3 separate regions of the Hordeum vulgare genome follow, and regions 2 and 3 are each linked to region 1. Evidence: chromatin contacts called from public Hi-C data. All regions are on one chromosome and are shown on one strand. The core of a region is the stretch at or near the end of the contact, and the rest is flanking DNA. Distances in the headings are between cores, read along the strand shown.

Evidence for each region. Hi-C and Micro-C count contacts between places; a contact is called where the count stands out from the background.
Region 2: a contact with region 1 is called in a Hi-C map of seedling, with 4 times the contacts expected there. The contact joins the enhancer-like site here to the promoter of LOC123407310 in region 1. A contact is called at or near these places in 2 of 6 Hi-C or Micro-C datasets (leaf and seedling) and 1 of 1 datasets of contacts at active chromatin or transcription factors (embryo).
Region 3: a Hi-C map of leaf shows a contact between it and region 1, with 2.6 times the contacts expected there. The contact joins the promoter of LOC123413342 here to the promoter of LOC123407310 in region 1. A contact is called at or near these places in 4 of 6 Hi-C or Micro-C datasets (leaf and seedling) and 1 of 1 datasets of contacts at active chromatin or transcription factors (embryo).

What each region holds. Positions count from the first base shown.
Region 1 is chr7H:490,671,487-490,674,936 of MorexV3_pseudomolecules_assembly, reverse strand. LOC123407310 (26S proteasome regulatory subunit 8 homolog A) reads left to right here and starts at 1,703. Exons shown (of 8, transcript XM_045100414.1): 1 at 1,703-2,014; 2 at 2,496-2,593; 3 at 3,297-3,450. The coding sequence starts at 1,801.
Region 2 is chr7H:490,377,844-490,381,293 of MorexV3_pseudomolecules_assembly, reverse strand. No RefSeq gene overlaps it. Among protein-coding and RNA genes, the nearest start is that of LOC123410015, 92 kb to the left of the region's middle. Within about 2 kb of position 1,718, at least 3 of the 3 cell types and tissues checked have open chromatin away from gene starts, as enhancers often do. A contact at or near this core is called in leaf and seedling, where this site is marked.
Region 3 is chr7H:490,955,882-490,959,331 of MorexV3_pseudomolecules_assembly, reverse strand. It overlaps LOC123413342 (serine-threonine kinase receptor-associated protein-like), which reads right to left and starts at 1,913. Exons shown (of 7, transcript XM_045106287.1): 1 at 1,468-1,913. The coding sequence starts at 1,585.

The DNA.
Region 1 (3,450 bases), core at 454-2,953:
CATGCCTTTTCAAATGCGTGCGCGGACATAAAATGAGTCGCGGATGTTGGATGCACCGCCGACCCAAAATGTTAAACAGGACGGACGTCGAGTGGGCCACCGATCCAAACAGACAAAACAGACAAAAACGTCATTCGTTTGGATCGACGCGTTGAAATTACTCTAAATTAATTTATTTTACTTTGTATGAAGTCTATATTGAAAGGTAAACGTTTATTTGGATGGAACAAATGTGGTGACCCTTCTTTTCCTAACTGTAAACCTTATCCTGTGCCTCTCCCTTATCTCTTTCTGAATCTTATCCTGTGCCTCTCTCCCTTCGTCCTCCTCGTCTCATTCTTTTCCTCATTCCTTTTCCAGTTGCTCCCTTCCTCCATGACTCTTTTTCATTGACCTTCACTTTCTTTGTTAAGGCATCCATGGCTGCCCGCACACGCCCTACTCCTCTCCCGTAATGCTGTCGGGGGGTGCCGGAGCCCCTGCATGCTGTAGTTTTCTCTACGAGACCAAGCTAAAGCTGCAACCAACATAGTGCCCTGTTACAACAGGCGTCATGTTTTTCTACAACCATGGCCTGGGAGCTTGGTGGAGCAGCAGCATCAGCCGTGGAATATTGGTTGTAACAATTTCAATCCCCGGTGGTAGCAAATATCTACTACGGTTGCAGCAAAACGACGTCATCGTCATCGCGGGTCGCAACTGAGATAAGATGTTTGAAACTTTTTTCAATGCGGTTGTAACTTTTGTAAATGCCGGTTGCAACTTTTCGTTTTTCGTCCATGGCTTCGTCTTCACGGTTGAAACTTTTTCATAGTCGGATGAAGCTTTTTTCGTCGCTAGATGAAACACTTTTGTCACCGGTTGTAACTTTTGTTGGTCATCCATAGCTCCCGTCGTATACTGGTCGAAGTTTTTTTTGTAGCCGACTGAAGCCTTTCCTGTTGCTAGTTGTAGCTTTTTTGTCGTCGATTGTAGCACTCGGCATCTTCCCCTGAGCTCTTTTTTGTTGTTGGAAGTTGCACATCGGGGATGAGCGGCAGCGAGCACACCAGCGAGCTCCAGTCGTCCCAACCGGAGCCACAATGGTCTCAACAAAAGCTTCAACCGCAGGGTGCGGCTGTTGCACGGGGCACCAACATGGCAACCGCCGAGCCGACGAGCTACTCCGGCGAGCGGTGATGAGCTGCTTCGGCGAGCGGCGATGAGCTACTCTGACGAGCGGCGACGGCGACGGCGACGAAAGCCTGCGCGCGGAGCTGCAAGAGGAGGCTAGGGGAGGAAGGGGTGATCAAGAGGAGCCTAGAGGAGGAAGGAGTGATCAGGCGAGGAGGAGATGCGGGGGAGTTCGTGGGAGCGAGGAAGAAGACGACTGATCCCAGTACAAACCGTTTTTTTCCGATGCGAGTGCGTGCGCCATCTAACCGTCTTGGTGGTTTCGTGCATGTCAAATCCAAAGAGACACGGACGAGCGGTCTAGTGTTTTAGGCCGGCACACACTGCCCATATTGAAATCTCTGAAAAGAAAAACGGAGGGAGTACAATACAAAGTGTGGGTCAACAGTGCCCGCTCCGATCTGTGGCCGTGTCCGTCCCCTTCTCGCACCTACTACTCCGAACCGAACCGTGCCGCACCCCGCACCACGCACCACCGGGCGATCGACCCGTCATATACGGCACGCCCGTCCAGCCCCGAGAACCAAAAGCCAGAAGCGAACCAAACGTGCCGGAAAAGAAAGCTCCCCTCGAACCCGAGCAGACTCGAGCCACCTACAGAGCGGCGGAGCAGACGAGGGTGCCCCGATGGCGGCGGTGGCGATGGACATCGCGAAGCCCTCGGCGCTTCCGGCGAGCGTCGACGACCCGTCGGCGGCGTCGGCCAAGGGCAGGGCCGGCGGCGGGGAGGGGCTGCGCCAGTACTACCTGCAGCACATCCACGACCTGCAGCTCCAGATCCGGACCAAGACGCACAACCTCAACCGCCTCGAGGCCCAGCGCAACGACCTCAACTCTCGCGGTACGCACGGCCCCGATCCCCAGCCTCCGTCTGCTGTTTCCAGTCCGCCGCGCAACCCTAGTTCCTCCCATGTGCGCGTGTCTGTCATGGCAGAAAAGTCGATCCGCTGCGTCATATCGTTTGATTGCGATTCGCTTGATCCAATTGCGCCTGGACCTCTTGTTCCGAGCTTCAACCATGCTTAATCCGATGGCGTGTAGATAGTGTCCCCGATTTTAGGCTTCTTTTGGTGATGTTCACGCGTCCCACTTATGCGTCATGTTCGTGATTGGTGGAAATTTTGTTTTTTTAGCGTGTATAAATAGTCCTAACTCTGCTCACATGTCTTTCGTTAATTGAAATTCAACAGCTTTTTTGGGGTATTGAATTTGTTGTTCATTTAGAATATGGAATGCTTCTGAGACATTGAATTTTGTTTGATTATAATGTGTGATCTCTTGTGCTGAAAATTTAAATGCTCATCACAATTTTGGTATTCCAGTTAGAATGCTCCGGGAAGAGTTGCAGCTGCTTCAAGAACCGGGCTCATATGTTGGCGAGGTTGTGAAGGTTATGGGCAAGTCAAAGGTTCTAGTCAAGGTACATTATGTTTCACTGTTACTTCTTTCAAGCTATGCTTGTGCACATCTGTTTTGCTTTAGGCACAATGGATGACCAGTATTTTGTTGCAAACCCTCAATTGGGTAGGTCAGCCATATGTTTTTATCCTCGGTGGAACATTATTTTTGTCTGGCAAGGAAAAGTAGCCACTTGATTTCCTTAACACAAAAATTAAAAAAGGAAAATTTGTTTAGCAAGGAGAAAAGGACACTAAAAGTATATGGCTTTGTGATATATTGACATCCTCATGTGCATGACTGTATTATGTTAACATTTTTTAAGTTTCTATATGGCTAAACATGCAATGGAATGAAAACTTGAACTAATGTTTTATTTGTGATGTTCAACTTAGTGTTCAGAACCAGGAATTCACATTTCATGTGACATTGTTCGTTTCGCCTGTAAGAATATCAACGATTTAAAGCTGACAAATAATTATGATAATAGAGTTTGCCAAAAAGGCTGTTTGCTTGGTTCAGTTGTGCTCATAATTTCTTTATTCTTGCATATGGTGGCTCACTGTGCTTACTAGTCTGTTGCAATTTTGTGTAACATAAAACATGCATAGTTATGTTGTACTGAGGCTCTTGGTTCTGTTGGCCTATATGTTGTATATAAGTTGGAGCTCTGAGTTCCAGTCTCCTTTTTTACTGTAACTAAATGGTTAAGTGCGATCTCTCAGGTTCATCCAGAAGGCAAATATGTCGTTGATCTTGATAAAAGTATTGATATTACAAAGATAACCCCTTCAACAAGAGTTGCTCTTCGGAACGACAGCTACATGCTTCACCTTATCCTGCCCAGCAAAGTCGATCCACTGGTTAATCTTATGAAGG
Region 2 (3,450 bases), core at 469-2,968, 290 kb after region 1:
TGTATGTGTTTAACAATTGTTCATCTTTTTGGATTTTTTAAATTCTTGTTCCACTTTTCAATAATTGTTCATGTTTGAAAACTTTGTTCGAATTTAAAAAATTGTTCAAGGTTTTAAAGCGGGTTTTGTGATTGTTAAATTTTGCTCAGAATTTCCTATTTTTGTTCTCGATTTTCTTGAATTGTTTGGAAAATTCAAAAATTATCTTTCACTGTAAACACTCGTGTTGCAAGCAAGTCAACAGAACTTGTCAGCTCGATTGGTTAGGTTCTAGACTTCTCGAGCGAATGTCACGTATAGGATCTTTGGCTCGCACGCGATATTTTTGATGATCTTTTACGCGTTCAGAGCATTTTTTAAAAGGAAAAACACATTTCGAATTTGAAGAACAATTTTAAAAAGTTCAGAACATTTTTTTTAATTTGTGAACAACGTTTGGAAAACGTCAACTTTTTTTAAATTTGGAACATTTTTTAAAAGCAAGAACATTTTTCAAAATTGAAGAATAAATTTCGAACACCAACTTACTTTAAAATTGACAACATTTCGATATTACAAACATGTTTTGAAAATAACAGGTATTTTCCAAAAATAGTGAACGTTTTCTTGAAATACTGAACAATTTTTGAAAATCGTGAACATTTTTTGAAGTTACAAATATTTTTGTAAAATTACAACTATTAGGAATATAGAACATTTCATTTTAAAAACAAAAACATTTTTCGAATTTGAATAACAATTTTCGAACATGATTTTGTTTTAAAAAGATTAAATAACCTTGGAAAAAATGAAAGAAGAAGAAACAAAAAACAAAAAAATATAAAAAACAAAAAAATAAAAATAAATAGGAACATTAAAACGAAAAAATTGGTAAAAAACAGGATCAGGGAACCTACTTGCTGCACTATGCGACAAATAGGAGATTTCGTTCAACGAGGGTTCGAACCACTTTGTGGTGAGCACTCGGCTCTAACCATCCGGCCATGACCCGACTTGTGTAATTATATTTCAGATTAATATTTTACTGTATATGTCAGTTTGGTTTTTCTTCTTATTTTTTTTATCATATTTTTGTTTTCTTTAATGTGCCTTTTTGAAAAATCAGTGAACCTTAATGTTTTGTTTTTTTTTCAATTCTAAATTTCATGATATTTATAAAACCAACGGGTTTTCTTTTCAATCAGTGAAATATTTCCACTATTTTAAAATTAGAGAACTTTTTCAAAATTGATGAATTCCTTTTCAATTTTCATGAACTTTATTCATATTGGATGAACTTTTGTCAAGATCAATGAATTTTCTTCAAATTTGAAGAACTGTTTTCAAAATCGATGAACTTTTTTTCAAATTCGCTAACATTTTTCAGATTTAACGAATTTTTTGGAAAATAAATGATTTTTTTTCAAAGATAATGAATTTTTTGTCAAAACTGACGATTTTGTTTTTTCAAATCCTATAAACATTTTCAGAATTGATAAACTTTTTTTCAAATCCGATGGTTTTTTTGCAAAATTTGTGATCTTTTGTTCAAAATCAGTCTAACTTTTTAATTCACAAAAAAATTCGTTAATTGCGTGATTTTCGTAATTTTTCATATTTAATCAACGACTGACTGAACGGAGCTCACCATGATTGATCCCAGTAAGCGTTCGCGTATATGGGCCGGCCTATGAGGCCATGGTGTGTGGGCGCCAGCTAGGGATACTGGCGCCTGCAGCGCCGGTTAGGAGCTTCCGGCGCGAGCGCTATTTCTCTCTTTAGCGAGACGGGAAGCTCCTCTAGCATAGGGCGCTACGATGTCGGGCAGGCCCGTTATGCGAGCGCATTCTTTAAAAAGAATAGAGAAAATGGGAAACCCGGAAATTAATCCCTGGTCTAAAGATTATTGCGCAACGCTCCTAGCCACCCAGCTCAAGTCGAGTTCGGGTAAGAGTAAGTGGGCGCGCACTACCTGAGGCATAACGAGCTAGTTTCCACTGGTTTCCCGGTTTTTTCTTTCTCCAATATCTTATGTGTTATTCAATTTTTCTTCCTATTTTTTGATTCTTTTTATAAATTTTATTCTCTATTTTTTTCATCCTCTTTTCTACAATTTTCAATGCTTTTGTTTGTTTTCATTTCTTTCTTTTCTTTCTTCCATCTCCGGTCTTAGTTTTTCCAATTTTTTATTCTTTATATTTGTGCCTTTTCTTTTTTCACTTGTTTCTTCAGTATTTTTCCTTTCCCAATTCTTTTTTTATTTTCGTTTTCAATTTCTTAGGTTTTTTTTCATTCTACATTCCTATATACATGATTAATATATTTCCAAATATCTGTTCAATATTTTTAAAATTGTTATTCAACAGTTTTCAAGTACTTAGTCAACATTTTTATATAATTGGTCAACGTATTTTCAAATACTTTGTTAACATTTTTCAAATATTTGTTCAAGTATTTTCAAATATTTGTTAACATTGCTTAGATATTATTTTCATATTTTTATACACATTATCAGCATTTTTACAAATACGTGTTCAATATTTTTCAAATACTTGCTCAAATCTTTTTTACATGATCAAAAAAAATTGAAATATTTTTTAACATTTTTCAAATAGTTGTTAAACATTTTTAAATTACACATTCTATATTTTATATACATGATGTACATTTTATCAAATCATTAGTCAACATTTTCCAAATACTCTGTCATATTTTTTAAATACTTGTTCAATATTCTTTCAAATATTTGTTCAACATTTTCACATACTTGATCTTTTAAATACTTTCTCAACTTTTTGAAATGTTTTTTAAGAGTATTTTTCGTACTATATATTATAATGTTTAATAGCATAAAAAAGTAATATAGTAAAAATTAAAATTAAAACAGAAGACGTAAAAAACCAGGAAACGGGGGCTCTTGCCTCCCTCTGTCGCGGGCCGGTCCAGCTCGCTGGTCCCTTCAGCGAGTCCAAAGCCAGACTTGTTGAAGGCGAGTTATAGGGCCCGACTGGCTGTGCAGTGACTATTTATCAAACGAGCACAGGGAGAACTTCTGGCTAGAGGGGGGCGGGGGGTGGAGAAATGGGGCTGTCCATAGGATTCAAACGCCGCTCTTCCGGTTCGTAGCATGTGTGGCTAGCCATAGTACTAGGCTCGTGTTTGTGATGTACAAGTAGGGCGACTTTTCTTAATACCTCATCTGTAAGCTAATATAAAAACGTTTAGATTACTAAAATATTGTTTTAAATGCTCTTATAATATTTTACGGAGGGAGTACAAAATGAGCCGTGTTTTTCATTGTTTATACTCCATTTTGTTTCCCTTTCTTTATTTTTCTTTTTTTCTCTCGCTTTTCGCTGTTGTTTTCTTTCCTTCTTTGTATTCTCCTTTTATTTTTATTTATTTATTCTTCATTGTTATTTTCTATTTTGTTTGTTTTTGTTTTCATTCTATATTTTTGTAATGAAAAAA
Region 3 (3,450 bases), core at 664-3,163, 280 kb before region 1:
CTCTGGTACAGGCGACTAATATAATATAGCGCCATCCATACTAACAACATAAAGAGCACCATTTGATTTAAAACTGCCCTGAAATCTTATCTTCCTGGCCCTACACTGACCCAATCCAACGGCCTAGGTCAAAAGTTGGTCCAGGCATACAACGCTCTAATGGCCGAGAAATTCTATTACAACAGCTAGTAAATCCCAAAAATATGCTCCAACCACATTCTAATAAACAGGGATGTCGTCTAATGGCCGAGAAATGCTATTACAACAGCTAGTGAAGAATACATATTAGTTGTGTCCTGTTTGAAACCACGGATATGGATAGAAAAATATTTTTAACAGTATCCAGCAGTTGTCATTTGTTTACATCCCTAGAACTGACAGCTCAGTGGTGAAGAAAACATGAAATGGAAAAGGGGAGTTTTACGTATTACTCATCTAACGGCTTCCATCTAAGCAGACATATACTTCCTGCAAATATCCAAGCAATCCAGTAACGTTCCAACTCAATTTGACATTATACACATCAATAAAGTAGATAGCCACAATAGCAACGATAAGTTTGTTAGTCAATCAGTAAAATAAATGGCTGAAAAGGCTGGATTATCACAATCCACAGACATACTGCCAAACGCAGACTAAGAGAGTCTTTGCCTCAACTCCACTTGTCTAGCGCACTGGAAATAGCTAAATGAGCTCAGAAGGTGAAATCCATTCCGAAAAATGAAAACTTTCCTAACTTGGGACAGACTTGACTAAGGCATGTGACAAAGTTTGGCTTCCAACCATGGCATGCAATAACACGTTTGGATTGTGACTATCTTTGCCACGTATTGCCACACTTCTTTTCTTTTAAATGATTGTCACACTTGCCTTACTTGAGGTGATCAAATTCTTAGCCACACTTTGGCTTGCCTTAGGGAATCTTGCCACACTTTTTGCATCTACGACATGTAGGGCTTACTACTCACAAAAAGAATCTTGCTTTAGGTGTGGCTAGAACCAAGCACCCTCCTAACTTGGTCAAACTTGCCTAAGTTGAGGTGTGGCAAAGTGTAGCTAGGAACCAAACATACCCTAACTTCTAAATCCTTGAAATCTATCCAACATAGCGCAAACTCGACTAGATTGTGAAATTACAGAATATCAGCGTATTCCATAACCTCATACCCGATTCTATCCCTAGAGGTGTGTGAGACAATACGGGAGCATCTATAATCATCATAATACAAACAGCAAGTAACCAATATTCGTCGACCAGATACCGAATTCACCCATACAGTGCCGTGGAGCAACAGCTTAAACCCGTAATCGCACCGTAATCCACCATCTCGGGAATCATATAGCTGCCGTCCGCATCACAGCGACAGCTTTGGATCGGAACGAATCCTGGCCGCACACATACAATCCCCCAAAAATAACAAAGGGGGTGAGGTGGCTAGCCGCACCCGAGCGAAGCGGATCGCTTACCCTTGCTGGCGCTGATGAGGAAGTAGCCGTCGGGCGTGACGGGGCTGTAGAACAGGTCGACCACCGGCCGCGAGTGGCCGTGGCACACCTTGGACACCGCCACCTTCTTCTTCTCCATTTCTCCTCGCCCCCCTCCCGCTAGCCTCCGCGGGCGGCCTGGCTCGTCGACTCCGGCGGCGGCCTGAAATGCGGCGCCCTCCTCCCCGAGGCCCTAACCCTAGCCCCGATCGGGAAAAAAAATGTCAGGGAGGATCGAGGCGGGGAGGGGAGTCGCGCGGCGGGGCGCGGGATATGCTGATCCGGATCCCTGGAGTTTGATCTGTACAGGAGTTTTTATTGGATAGAGGCGGCAATGGGGTGTGGGACTGGGAGGGAGGGAGGGAGCCGAGGGTGAGGCTGGCTCGCCTCGGGGGTGGGGACTGGGCGAAGGAGCGGGGAAGGGGAGTGGGGGGCGGCAGGAAGGCGACGGTCCGGCTTATATGAATCCCTCACGGACTCTCGGGGCTCCTGTCGGCCGTTGGATCGTGTGGTCTGACGGTGCTGCCCTCGTTGGTTAGATTTTGGACTTGTTTTGGGGACATGCTTGTGAATCTTTGGTGCTGGTCTGAATTTCTCCAAATTGTTGGTTCTTTTTCTTCGAATTAAAAACCTGACAGCGTGATGTGGAAATTGAGAAGTATATGTAGTCATTAAACCGATATACATATAAGAAAAAAACATACGCACGTTGTTTGTCTGCTGCATATCTAGGTTATGTTTCATTGTGGCTCATAGCAAAATATGTTTTATTTTGCGAAAAAACTTTATATCTGTTCATTTTTAATCATAACAGTACAAGGAACACCAAAAAAAGATATCCAGATTTGTATACCACCTAGCGATGACTACAAGTACTGAAGCGAGTCGAAGGCGCGCCCTCCTTCATCGCCTCTCCCATACCGGAGCGACAAAAAAAACTTGTTGTAGTAGACAGTTAGAAAGTCGTCTTGCTAAGACCAATTAGGACCAGCGTAACAGAACAGCAACCGTCACCGATGAAGAGTAGTGTAGATCAAAAGGATACAACCTGGAGACACACGAACATAAACAAACTACAACCATATCCGAGCAAATCCATCAAGAACAGATTCACCGGAGACACACGCCACAACCCACCAACGATGCTAGGCACATCACCGGCGGTAGCTAGGTGACGAGAACCTTATTCCATTTTCAAGGAGTCGTCATCTTCTTGTCTTTTTAAACAGGACGCAAACTCTAACAAAACTCAAAGGAACTTTTAAAAACAAAGCCCCCAACCGACAAGGGTTGGGATCCACCGCGCCGCCATGGCCCTAAGGCCACCAGAGACGAGGCGGTCGGTGACGGGGGGTAGATAAACCCTAGTCTTCATCGTGCAGAGAGCGTGTTGTTGGAAATATGCGCTAGAGGCAATAATAAATTGGTTATTATTATATTTCCTTGTTCATAATAATCGTTTTTTCTCCATGCTAGAATTGTATTGATTGGAAACTCAAATACATGTGTGGATACATAGACAATAAACTGTCCCTAGTGAGCCTCTAGTTGACTAGCTCATTGATCAAAGATGGTTAAGGTTTCCTAGCCATAGACAAGTGTTGTCACTTGATAACGGGATCACATCATTAGGAGAATGATGTGATGGACTAAGACCCAAACTATGAACGTAGCATATGATCGTGTTATTTTGTTGCTATTGTTTTCTGCATATCAAGTGTACATTCCTATGACCATGAGATCATGTAACTCACTCACACCGGAGGAATGCTTTGTGTGTATCAAACGTCGTAACGTAACTGGGTGACTACAAAGGTGCACTACAGGTATCTTCGAAGGTGTCTGTTGAGTTAGCATGGATCGAGACTGGGATTTGTCACTCCGTATGACGGAGAGGTATCTCGGGGCCAACTCGGTAATACAACATCACATACAAGCTTTGCAAGCAATGTGACTAAGGAGTTA